Linked DNA regions of Cricetulus griseus: region 2 is linked to region 1. Evidence: chromatin contacts called from public Hi-C data. All regions are on one chromosome and are shown on one strand. Each heading gives the region's core, a stretch centred on a gene start, on an enhancer-like site or on the middle of the called end of the contact. The rest is flanking DNA. Distances are from core to core; before and after follow the strand shown. Region 1 has its middle 37 kb from the start of Heatr6. Region 2 holds the start of Ddx52 (probable ATP-dependent RNA helicase DDX52).

Region 1 (5,414 bases), core at 1,843-4,342:
CAGACAGCTCAGCCCAGTACACTCCCAGTCTTCATGGGCTCTGCTCTCCAGTGCTGGTCTTCACTTCCTTGTAAGAAAGTGCGGGTATTATTTTTATATTATAGTCATTATAACTTAATTTCTAAATAGCATTTCAAAAGTAATAGCATTTTGTCTTGTGGAAAAGACAAAATCAGAAGGCTGTAGGTAAAAATGACATTACCATGCTGAGGTCGTTTTGATGCATTCCATTACAGACTTTTTTGAGGGTATGTGTGCGTATGTGATTCTGTGCTATACATGTGGACTCGTAGCACGAATAATAAAAACCCAGAGACAGATACTGGGGTTCAAGCTGAAGATCAGAGAAGCAAAGCGGCCAGCCGCTAGAGAGTTCTCACCTCTGCCAATGCATAGACCAAAGAGGCGATCCACCAAACCTCAGACTGATCCTAACTATACTGCTCCTCAGACTCACTCAGACTGCACTGAGCTCCTGTCTCCTCCCGTTTTATATTCCTCTCTAGTGCTGGGATTAAAGGCATAGGATCCCAAGTGCTGAGATCTCCTTTGTGTGAGCTCTGTTTCTTTTAGACTGGATCAGTTTCCTGTAGCTCAGGGTGGCCTTGAACTAACAGAGATCTGTCTGCCTCTGTCTCCCTAGGGTTGGGATCAAAGGCGTGTGCCACCGTTGCCTGGCCTCTATGGCTGACTAGTGTGGCTAGCTTTGCACTCTGATCTTCAGGCAAGCTTTATTTGTTAGATCATAAACAAAATATCACCACAAACTGGTAGTCCAAACTCATGTGTGCATGTGCATGTGATCTTGTCCACTCTGTGGATAACTAAGGCCCACAACTGGGGCTTCACAATATATGATTTACAGTGGGACGTTTTGCTTACCAGGAAGTGAGCATCGGTGATTCCTCTAAAACATGGCCTGCAATCTGCTGCTCTGATACACAATCATTTAACCGGATTCTTACGGTGGGATGCCATTTTCCAACCTTGAAGTGATTTACACATTACTCTAGTTTGTTGTTATTTGTGGGGAGAATTTTTGTTAGTGTTGTTTCTCTTGTTTTTTAGCCATCATTTAAAAACACTGATTTGCCTGTTTATTTTACGTGTGTGTGTGTGTGTGTGTGTGTGTGTGTGTGTGTGTGTGTGTGTGTACATGCATGTAGACACCTGAAGAGGCCAGAAGAGGGTACCAGATCCCCTGATATTAAAATTACAGGCATGGGGAGCCACCTGATTTGGGTCCTGGGAACCAAACCGAGGTCCTCTGCAAGAACAGCAGGTGCTCTTAACTGCTGAGCCTCCTCTCCAGCCCCCTGCTTTGGTTTTTTTTGGGGGGGAGGGGGTTGTTTCTTGTTTTGAGATGGGTTGTCATCATGTGCACAGGTTGGTCTTAAGTTCAGGATTCTCCTGCCATAACCTCCCCAGTACTGGGGTCACAGGCTGAACACCCGGCCATACAACTCTTCAGTAGGTGGATCTTTCCATACACTGATCTGAGGTAGAAAGGTAACCGAGTTTCTAAGCACCTCACTTAAATACTGTACCACTGGTCTAGTATTTAAGCCATCCTTTTGGAACACCCCTTGCTCCAGGTCACATCCTTACCTTCCCAGAGCCTTTTCTGCTTGGGAACATCCACTGAGGTAGTTGTCACTGAACAGTCAGTGTTGGCTTACAAAGTCACCCTTCCCAACTGAGGGGGAAACTTACTCTCCTTGCCACCCCCAGTTCCCATCTTTAAGAGCATCCTTTACTACCCTGGTGTGTTTATTCATCTGTTGTCTCCCTGCTGGATATAAGGTCACTTCATGTCTTGGTGGCTTTTATTGCATGGCCAGCCCAGCCAGGCACTAACAGGTTCTGGCATGAGTCTGTTGAGTAAATTGGAAAGGTATCAAACATCCCCTGTACAGATGAACCCTGAGGCCTCAGAGGAGGAAAATGGCGGCCCCCATGACCAGGCTCACCAAGGGGACAGGAAGAATAGAATTCAGATCTCATACAAAACTCTGCTACCACACATGTGTGAAACCCAGATATGAGGGGATTAGACATATAAAGAATACCATTTCCAAGCTTGGGCTTTTATTTTTGTTTTTACCACATCTGGCTACAGTCTTCCCAAACACGGCTTTTCTGAATCCTCGGGACCTGAGATAAAAAGCTATTGTAAAGGTTAGTGTTGAAATAAAGCCAGTGAAGTTGAGTGCAGCCTCCTGGGCCATCCCTGTCTCCCCAGCTTCTTTCACCACAAAACAAACCTTGAGGGACACACACACACACACACACACACACACACACACACACACACACACTATGTGTATGGGTGTTTTGCCCGCTGTGTGACTGTACATGTGTACAGTGCATGCAGTGGCCAGAAAAGGGCATTGGATCTCCTGGACCTGGAGTTACAGACAGTTGTGAGCTGCCATGTGGGTGCTGGGAATTGAACCTGGGTCCTCTGGAAGAGCAGCCAGTGCTCCTAACTCCTGTGCCATCTCTCCTTTGGCAAGAGGAGGGCATTGCCTTTTCAAGCTTAGAGATTGAAGGTGAAGGAGGGCCAAGGAGCCTTCCACTCATCTCTAGCCCTTTGAATGTAGATTTGTGGCCTGTGTTTTCAGGTTGAGGCTTTAGCCTTGAACTTCAAGAACTGTCCTATCCTGCCTCTGCAGCACTTGCTTGGCACTTGTACTCATAGCTAGAGCAGTGACACATACCAGCCACACACCTGAGCCCAGGAAAATGCAGGCGGGTGTCCTTGTGGCATTGAAATATGTGGAACTCCCAGCCAAGGGAGTGTCTGCCCCACCCTGATAAAATCATCGGGACTTGGGGCAGCTGGCAGGATTGCCTTGATGGCCCCTCTCCTACCTAAGCAGCAGACACTCCACCTTCTTTAACCTTTCTTTCATTTGTCACTTCCCCCAAACTCACAGCCAGAGAAACCGACGTAAAACCAGACAGATGCATGCTTTCTCAGATTCAAAGGTGAATGTTAAGCCAGTTCAAGGCAAGAGGCACTCCCAGGTGAGGGCGGTGAGGGCTGGACAGAGGCCAGCACAGGACTGAGGAGGAGAGCCAGTCAGGCAGTTCTTCCTGCTTGGGGGTGGAAGGGAAGGAGGAGGGAGTGGCCTACCCCAAGGCAGGGAGGTGTGACCTAGCAGATGGGCTCTGCTGGGTTAGTGTGTGGCGCTCCACCTGGGAGAGGGTGGAAGAGGTCATGGCGGTGTTGAGGAGGCTTTCTGGAAGTACCTTGGACGGATTAGTTTTAGGAAACACCCAGGTAGCAGTGGAGCATAGACAGAAGAGAGGAGGGGAGGGCTCCTACCTGAGGCTGCACTTTAGTCACTCAAGTGTGAGGAAGCTCCCTTGCTGGTCCCACCTGAAGGGAGTGGCTTTCACCTGCTGCAGGTGTGGCCGGGGCCCTGGGATATTGAAACTCCCTCCCTCGTGACTGAGGTGTCGGTTATAGAGGAATCTCCCAGGTGGGAACTACAGAAGAGGTTAGGTAGAGCCAAAGGCAACATGGACCGTAGAAGCCCAGCCCCTGGCTGGATGTGGATTCCTAAAGCTAGGAAGAAAGTGTAGCTGGTAGTACCCCCAAAGTTTCCACACAGTCACCATGTGACTTAGCAACTCCAGATGACACCCCCAAGAAACAAGGATGTGAGCAAGTACAGACCTGCCCACAGCAGCATCATGTGGGGTAGCCCCAAGCTAGAAACAGCTGGCCAGCTGATGATTGTAGAACGACATGGTGCGTGGCTACTCAATGGAATATTATTAGGCTGTAGAAAAGGCAAAATACTAACATAGTCCACATCATGGGTGAGCCTTGAAATGCTATGCTAAGTCAAAGAAGCCAGTCGCATTACATTGTAGGTTTTCATTTACATGAGAAGTCCAGAATTTGGCAAACCCCACAGGCGGAACAGATAATCGGTTGCCTGAGCCTAGGGGAAACAGGTGTTGGGGATGAAAGGGGAAAGTACCTGAATTGGGTTCCCAGCACCCATGTACAGGGGCTCAAAGCCACCTGTCACTCCAGCTCCAGGGGATCCAGTGCCCTCTTCTGGACTCTGAGGGTAACTGTACTCGTGACACTTAGGTGTCAGACCACCACGATTTCATAAAGAAACATTATCAAAGGAACAGCTTGGGAACAGTATGATTTCATTCATTAATTCACTGGAGAAGATAGTGGAAGAATTTAGCAAATATATTGTGAGAACCAGGCAGGAGAAAATATCGGGGAACAAGACAGAAAAAAAAAAAATCCTTCCCTGTAGATGTCCCTCTTCAGCAAGACAATAAAATAACATAATCAATGAACTGGGGTCCCGGGACCAGAGCCATGGAAAAACAGTTGGAGGCAGGGTGGAAAGCTCTGGGCAGACCGTAGCTCGGCTAAGTGTCAGGGAAGGCCTCCCTGGAAAGGTGACCTTTGAGCAGAGACGGGCAGGAGGTGAACTTGGGGGTACCCAAGAGTGGTACAGGCAGGTGACGGCATGGGGCATGTTAGGGGGACAGCAGACAGATGAGCAGAAGAGCAGATGGGGAGGAGGACCAAGGAGAGGATGACCTTGACAACTGGGGTGTGGGACCCTCCTGGCCTTGTCCCCCACCGTGAAGAGGAGGAATGTAGGAGCCATGGGCTGTGAGCAGAACTTTGCCATGAAGAAACCCCTCCCCATGGAAGGCCCTCTAAGTTGAGGTTTTCAGCCACAGCACTGTTGACACCTGGGACAGGTTAGTTCCTTGTGAGGCACTGGGGGATGCTTGGCAACTGCTCAGACCTCTTACCTACCAGATGCAGATAAGAACCCCTACCCCTGCTGTGACAACCCAAAGTTGTCCCACACTTTGCCAGATGTCCTCTGGATGGCTAAGACACCCACAGTCAAGAATCCTTCCTCTAGGTTATATGGGCCATGGGCCCAGAGAGCTCTGGTTCAAAAGGCTGGATTTGAGGTGGCCACGAGAACTGTAGAACAAGATGTCTCTGGAGCAGTGAGACAGAGTCAGCATGAGTATCACAGGAAAAAGGGGAAACGGCAAAGGTTTGGTTAAGCTTAATTTCTTGAACAAGGATTGTGTGCAAGGTGCTGGAGAAGGTGCCGTAAGAGCTTTTGGCCCCACCTCCCAAGCATAGAAGACAACAGGATGGGGAAGGGAGGCCAGAGAAAAGGGAGAGTCAGTCCCAGTCATCTGGGAAGGAGGCTCATGGATTACTGGGACATTTTGTGAGTATCTTCTATACGTGAGGCAGTTCCACTAACATGGTGTTGTCCTGAAAACAAAATTTAGCAGTGAGGGCAAAGAGTGCGCTTCCTCTTCCGTGACTCAGATGAGGAAACTTCTGAGTAACATTTTCAGATCACTGTCGGCATGCATGCTCCCTAATGCCAATG
Region 2 (5,414 bases), core at 2,127-4,626, 150 kb after region 1:
GACACTTTCAAATAGTTTTGTTTTGTTTTTCCCCAAGAGGAAGTGCTCTCTTAATGAGTCAGCTGGATATTGTCGAGGCAGGCAATGGTGTAAGTCTGCTTCCTTTTGACTTCATTCTTCAGACTGCCAAAATGTATTAATCCAAAGCACCAATCTAGAGAAATAGGTCCATTGCTAAGCTCATAGAGATCCTTGTGTGTTTCATCCCATCTCCTTAGCTCAGTAAGATTTACTGGGCTCTGGAGGTGGCTCAGTTTGCAAGTGACTAGCCATGCAAGCAAGAGGACCCGAGTTCAGAATCAGAGAACCCACACACAAAGCCAGGTACAGTGGCATGTGCCCATAGCCCTAGCACTGCAGAGGTGGCAGATGGCTTTGGAGACAGATGGATTCCAGAAGCTCATTGGACATTAAGCCTAGCCAATTGGATGGGCTTCAGGTTTAACAAGAGGCCTTGTTTAATAAATAAATGTGGGGGTTGGAAAGATGGCTTAGGAGTTAAGAGCACTTACTGCTCTTATGGAGGACCCAGGTTCAGTTCTCAATAGCCACATACTGGCTCACAACCACGTATAACTCCAGTTTCAGGGGATTCAGTGCCTTCTTCTGACCTCGGGGGAACCAGGCACACATGTGGTGCCCACACATGCTAGCAAGACACTCAAACATTAAAAAAAATAAATCTAAAAAAGGATGTGGAGGGTCAGAGGGGTGGCTCAGCAAATAAAGGTAGTTGCTGCCAAGTCTAAAGTCCTGAGTTTGACTCCTGGTGTCTACAAGGTGGAAAGAAAACATCAACTCCTGCAAGTTATTTTGTAACCTTCACACATGTGCTGTAGCATGTGCATACACACACAAAAATTAATCTAACAAAATTAATAAAAATAGGGCTGGAGAGATGGCTCAGAGGTTAAGAACACTAACTACTTTTCCAGAGGTCCTGAGTTCAATTCCCAGCAACCACATGGTGGCTCACAACCATCTGTAATGAGATATGGTGCCCTCTTCTGCTGTGTAGGCATACATGGAGTCAGAATATTGTAAATAAATAAATAAATAAATAAATAAATAAATCTTTAAAAAAATTAATAAAAATAAAGGTGATGTCTGTCTCTGGCCACATACATTATGTGCAATCACATGCATGCATGCAAGCATACATACATCCACACAAACCTGGACATAGACCACACAGACACACTACAACACACACAGAGCAAAACACACACACACACACACACACACACACACACACACACACTTATTGACATCTTAATGTGAAGCAGACTACATGCTCAGCAAATGTATTAAAAGGAGGCATAACACATGGTCTCAGCTTCAGAAACTGCAAAGACCGTGGACAAATGTGGAGATAAAAATGCAGTGCAGTAAGAAAAGAGCTAAAATAGAGGAACATGGGCCAGGCATGGTGGTGCATACTACTGACCCCAGCACTCGGAAGGCAGAGGCACATGGATCTCTGTGAGATTCAGACTGAACTCCAAGCCCATGCTTTTAAAGCAATGGATCTACAGCACAAATTTAATGAGCAATGAAACTCTATTCTCTGAAAGGATGGACAGGAGTTGAGTCATTGGTGCAATGTTGAACATTTCCTAGTAAGCAAGGCCGTCCACAGAGCTTTCCTCTCAGCTCCTGAGAGGTTATTTCTTTAGTGAACCATCAATACCGAGTGGCTATAACTGGAGGGGGAGAAACCATAACCACCACTGTATCTACCTGGATAAACTTTGGCCCTGACTAAGCCAAAGGCTACAAACTTTTTCACTGCTTTATCTGGTCTTTTACGTGGGTTCCCATGATCAAAGTAGAATCATTAAGTTTGCAGAGTTAGCGTCTTTGTTTGTTCAGTCATCTCCCTAGTCCCCTCCTTTGAGAGGGGACTATTTTTTGGGAGTAAAAATACTTAAAACATTAAGATATCCCCACTGTAAGCTATAAGAAGGAATCAGAGAAAAAAATTTCCAGTCTCATCTCATGCTCACTCCATACCTACTCTACTTAAGTGTAAAAGTCTCACCACAACCTATTTTTCACTCTGTCCTGCCATATATATTACATACATGATATATATTTATCTCTATGTGATATAGATATATGAACCTTGAGTATATGTACTGTACTATTTATATGTTAATGGCTCCCAATTTTGCTTCTTCAGCCTTCACCTTCATTCCTGAGCTTCAGACTCTTAGGTCCAGGTACCTACTTGGATGGCTTCACTTAATCAACTAAAAATCTTCATATCTATAAAACATAACAATTCCATGTTTTATGCCTCCAACCAAAAAAGCTGTTCTTCCTTTATTCTTAGTTCAGTAAATGGCATGCCATCAACCCAGCCCAAACCCTAGTACTTAGTTATCTTTTATTCTTTTTCCTCATCCCAGGTACATTAAACTCTACCACCAAACTATATGCCAAATCTATCCACACTTGCATAGATATCAACCCAGACAAAGGCAACACCATTTCTACTTTAGTGTCCATTTCCACTCTTATTCATTGTATGTCTTTTCTTCAAATAACTAGAGGAATTATGTATGATACTTTCACACATTCATTCATCAAACATTTATTGAGAGCATACAGAACCAGGGATACAACAGTAAAGCAAAGTAGATCTTCATGTTCGTGGACTTACACTCCAGGAGAGAAACACTACAAAGGGGGAAAAAAAGTTGTGTATTTCAAATACAGTGAGGATGAAACTAAGATACTTGCCCCTTCCATAAACATTTTCAGTTTTGTAGCATGTCTACATCAAAATCCAAATACTTCACAATGCCCTTGTTTTGAGTTCAGGTTTGTTTGCCCCCTCCATCTGTAAGCCTGTAAACTTAGCTCCAGCCACTTCCTTCCTCATCCCCCCTTTTATTTTCCTTTTTCTCTTTCCTTTTTTGTGTGGTACTGGAGAGCAACTCAGATCCTGGCTTCTGTTCTAACAATGTCTCAGACCGTTTCCCTTCTTCAGAATGGTTTCCCCTAATCTGGAATGCTGCTCTCGTGTTTGGAAAAGCAGCCCCTTCTCAGTTCAAACATTTGATTGAACCGACCAATCTAACTAAAAGTAGCCTCTACCCCTTCTCTATCCATCAAACCTTTAACTATGCTTCACAGCACTTTTCATTTTCCTAAGTTACAGTAGCTGATTAACTGTATCTCGTCCCCGCTGGACTGTAACAGTAAGTGCAGAATCTTGGCGTGTTGTTCACCACACTATCCATACAAGTCTAGAACACTCCCTCGCCCAAGAAGCGTCTGTTTTGTGAACGAAATCTACAGCTCAAACTACACCACGCCTGTCACACACAGGCTCCGCCTCCTGGAGCTACTTCCGCCTACGGCCTCTCCGGAAGCAGTCGCGGAGAGGAAGTCGTATACACAGGCGCTGTGAGGCTGCGGGGCATTGTGGGTAAAGATGGATGCCTATGATCTGTTTCGCCGGCTCGGAGCCGGCGCCAAGTTCGACGTGAAGCGGTTCTCGGCCGACGCTGCTCGATTCCAGGTGCTTACTGTACACGGGGAGCCGAGTGTCCGGGAAGGGGCGGGGTCCGTGGGGTGATTGCTGGCTGCGGGGCAGCGGGCACGCGGGATTCCGGAGCCGGCTCCGACCGCCCCCGGGGCAGCATTCCCCTTCTTTAGGGTTCAGTTTGACCCCAGACTTCTGGACCACTGTCTTCTGAGCCCCGGTCGGCTCAGTTAAGCCTGGCACCGACACTTTTGTTTCCCGACTTCTTCTTCTTCTTCTTCTTCTTCTTCTTCTTCTTCTTCTTCTTCTTCTTCTTCTTCTTCTTCTTCTTCTTTTTGTTTTTTTGTTTTTTCGAGACAGGGTTTCTCTGTGTAGCTTTGGAGCCTATCCTGGCACTCGCTCTGGAGACCAGGCTGGCCTCGAACTCACAGAGATCCTCCTGCCTCTGCCTCCCAGTACTGTGATTAAAGGCGTGCGCCACCAATGCCCGGCTTACTTTACTTTCAAAGTTAGAATCCTTTCAAAGGCCTCTTCTCAGAAACTAGAGGAAAGGAATTTGGAGAACAGTCTTTTCACGGTAGCCTACCGAGGTTTGACTTAAGTGTGCAGATAGCTGGAATTTACTGGACATGGTTCTTTTCAACGTTCCAACCAGCGGCGTTTTAAGTAACCAACCAGAAGAGTGATGTTGAAATGCGGGGAGGGGCGTGTCTTAGAAAAGTAGTGAGCATGCAGGGAAGTCAGCAGGGGCTCATTTGTGAACATTTCGATCATAAACCTTACCGTAAGAGAACAGAACCTTTGTGGGGGGCAATGTCTGTTTCTTCGTCTTGACTGCAGTGCTATTGTTAAACTGTTGGTGTGAGGATGAAGTAATTTAGTATCTAATAAACATGCTTGACATGTAGTAAAATGTAAGTATTCATTGCTGCCAGTGTAAGGAGGCCAGAGAGGGGTGTGTTTGTTTGCATCCCATTTGCCTAAACACACAACAGATTCCTGGTTAAAAGGGTTAAAATGATGAATTACTGAATTCTTGTCCTCCATAGTGATAGTCGTGTTTGGATGAAAACAGCACTATTCTGGCAGCAGATCTCATTTGAAATTTTGGGGGTTTTAGGTAGGAAAAAGGAAATGCAATCCTGATTCTTCGGAGGTGCTGCAAGGGCTAGACTTCTTCGGAAACAAGAAGTCTGTCTCAGATGAGTGTGGAGCATTACAAACACACCAGGAGCTCCAAAAGGAGGAGAAAACAGAAGGGGGCCTGTTGGAAGGGAGTAAGGAGCCCAAGAAGAAAAAAAGAAAGAAGATGATTTCAGGTTAGTGTTGGCTTTCTGTTTAATTTTTTTTTCCAGCTGCAAAATAGTGCAAGCTGGTAAATCAGACAACACATACCCATTCCTCTGTTGATGGCATTTGGATTATATCTAGGTACTGGCTATTAATTGCTACCACAGTGATACTCAGGCATACCCTTTTTGTGCAGGTGTTGCTATCTCTATAGGCTAATAATCCCAAAGTGTAGACACTCTGTGAAAGGGTATGCACACTCCCTTTGAATAGATACCACAAAATGACTTCCCACACCTTTGTCAGGCCTGGGCTTTTGATTTGAGACAAGGATTCCCAAGTGCTGGGATTACAGGTGGGACAACAGATAAAGGTATTGCCACTGAAGCCTGGTGACCTGAGTTTGATCCCCAGAACCCACATAAAGGTGGAAGGATAGAACTGACTCCACAATGTTTCCCTCTGACCTCTACACGCATGCTGTGCCACAATCCCCCCACCCCCAGTAATAACGCATTTCATTAAACCAAGTGCTGGGGTTAATTAAATGCTGGGATTACAGACATGAGCTACACATCTGACCTAGCACTATTATTGGTCTTAATTTTTTCTTTGCCAATCTACTTACTGA

The links. A called contact is a pair of places that touch in the nucleus more often than the background predicts.
Region 2: a Hi-C map of the CHK-Q cell line shows a contact between it and region 1, with 5 times the contacts expected there. The contact joins the promoter of Ddx52 here to the enhancer-like site in region 1. A contact is called at or near these places in 2 of 8 Hi-C or Micro-C datasets (the CHK-Q cell line and the CHL-YN cell line).

What each region holds. Positions count from the first base shown.
Region 1 is chr7:97,032,694-97,038,107 of CriGri-PICRH-1.0, forward strand. No RefSeq gene overlaps it. Among named protein-coding and RNA genes, the nearest start is that of Heatr6, 37 kb to the left of the region's middle. Within about 2 kb of position 3,093, at least 1 of the 6 cell types and tissues checked has open chromatin away from gene starts, as enhancers often do.
Region 2 is chr7:97,185,812-97,191,225 of CriGri-PICRH-1.0, forward strand. It overlaps Ddx52 (probable ATP-dependent RNA helicase DDX52), which reads left to right and starts at 3,377. Exons shown (of 15, transcript XM_027426439.2): 1 at 3,377-3,529; 2 at 4,614-4,812. The coding sequence starts at 3,443.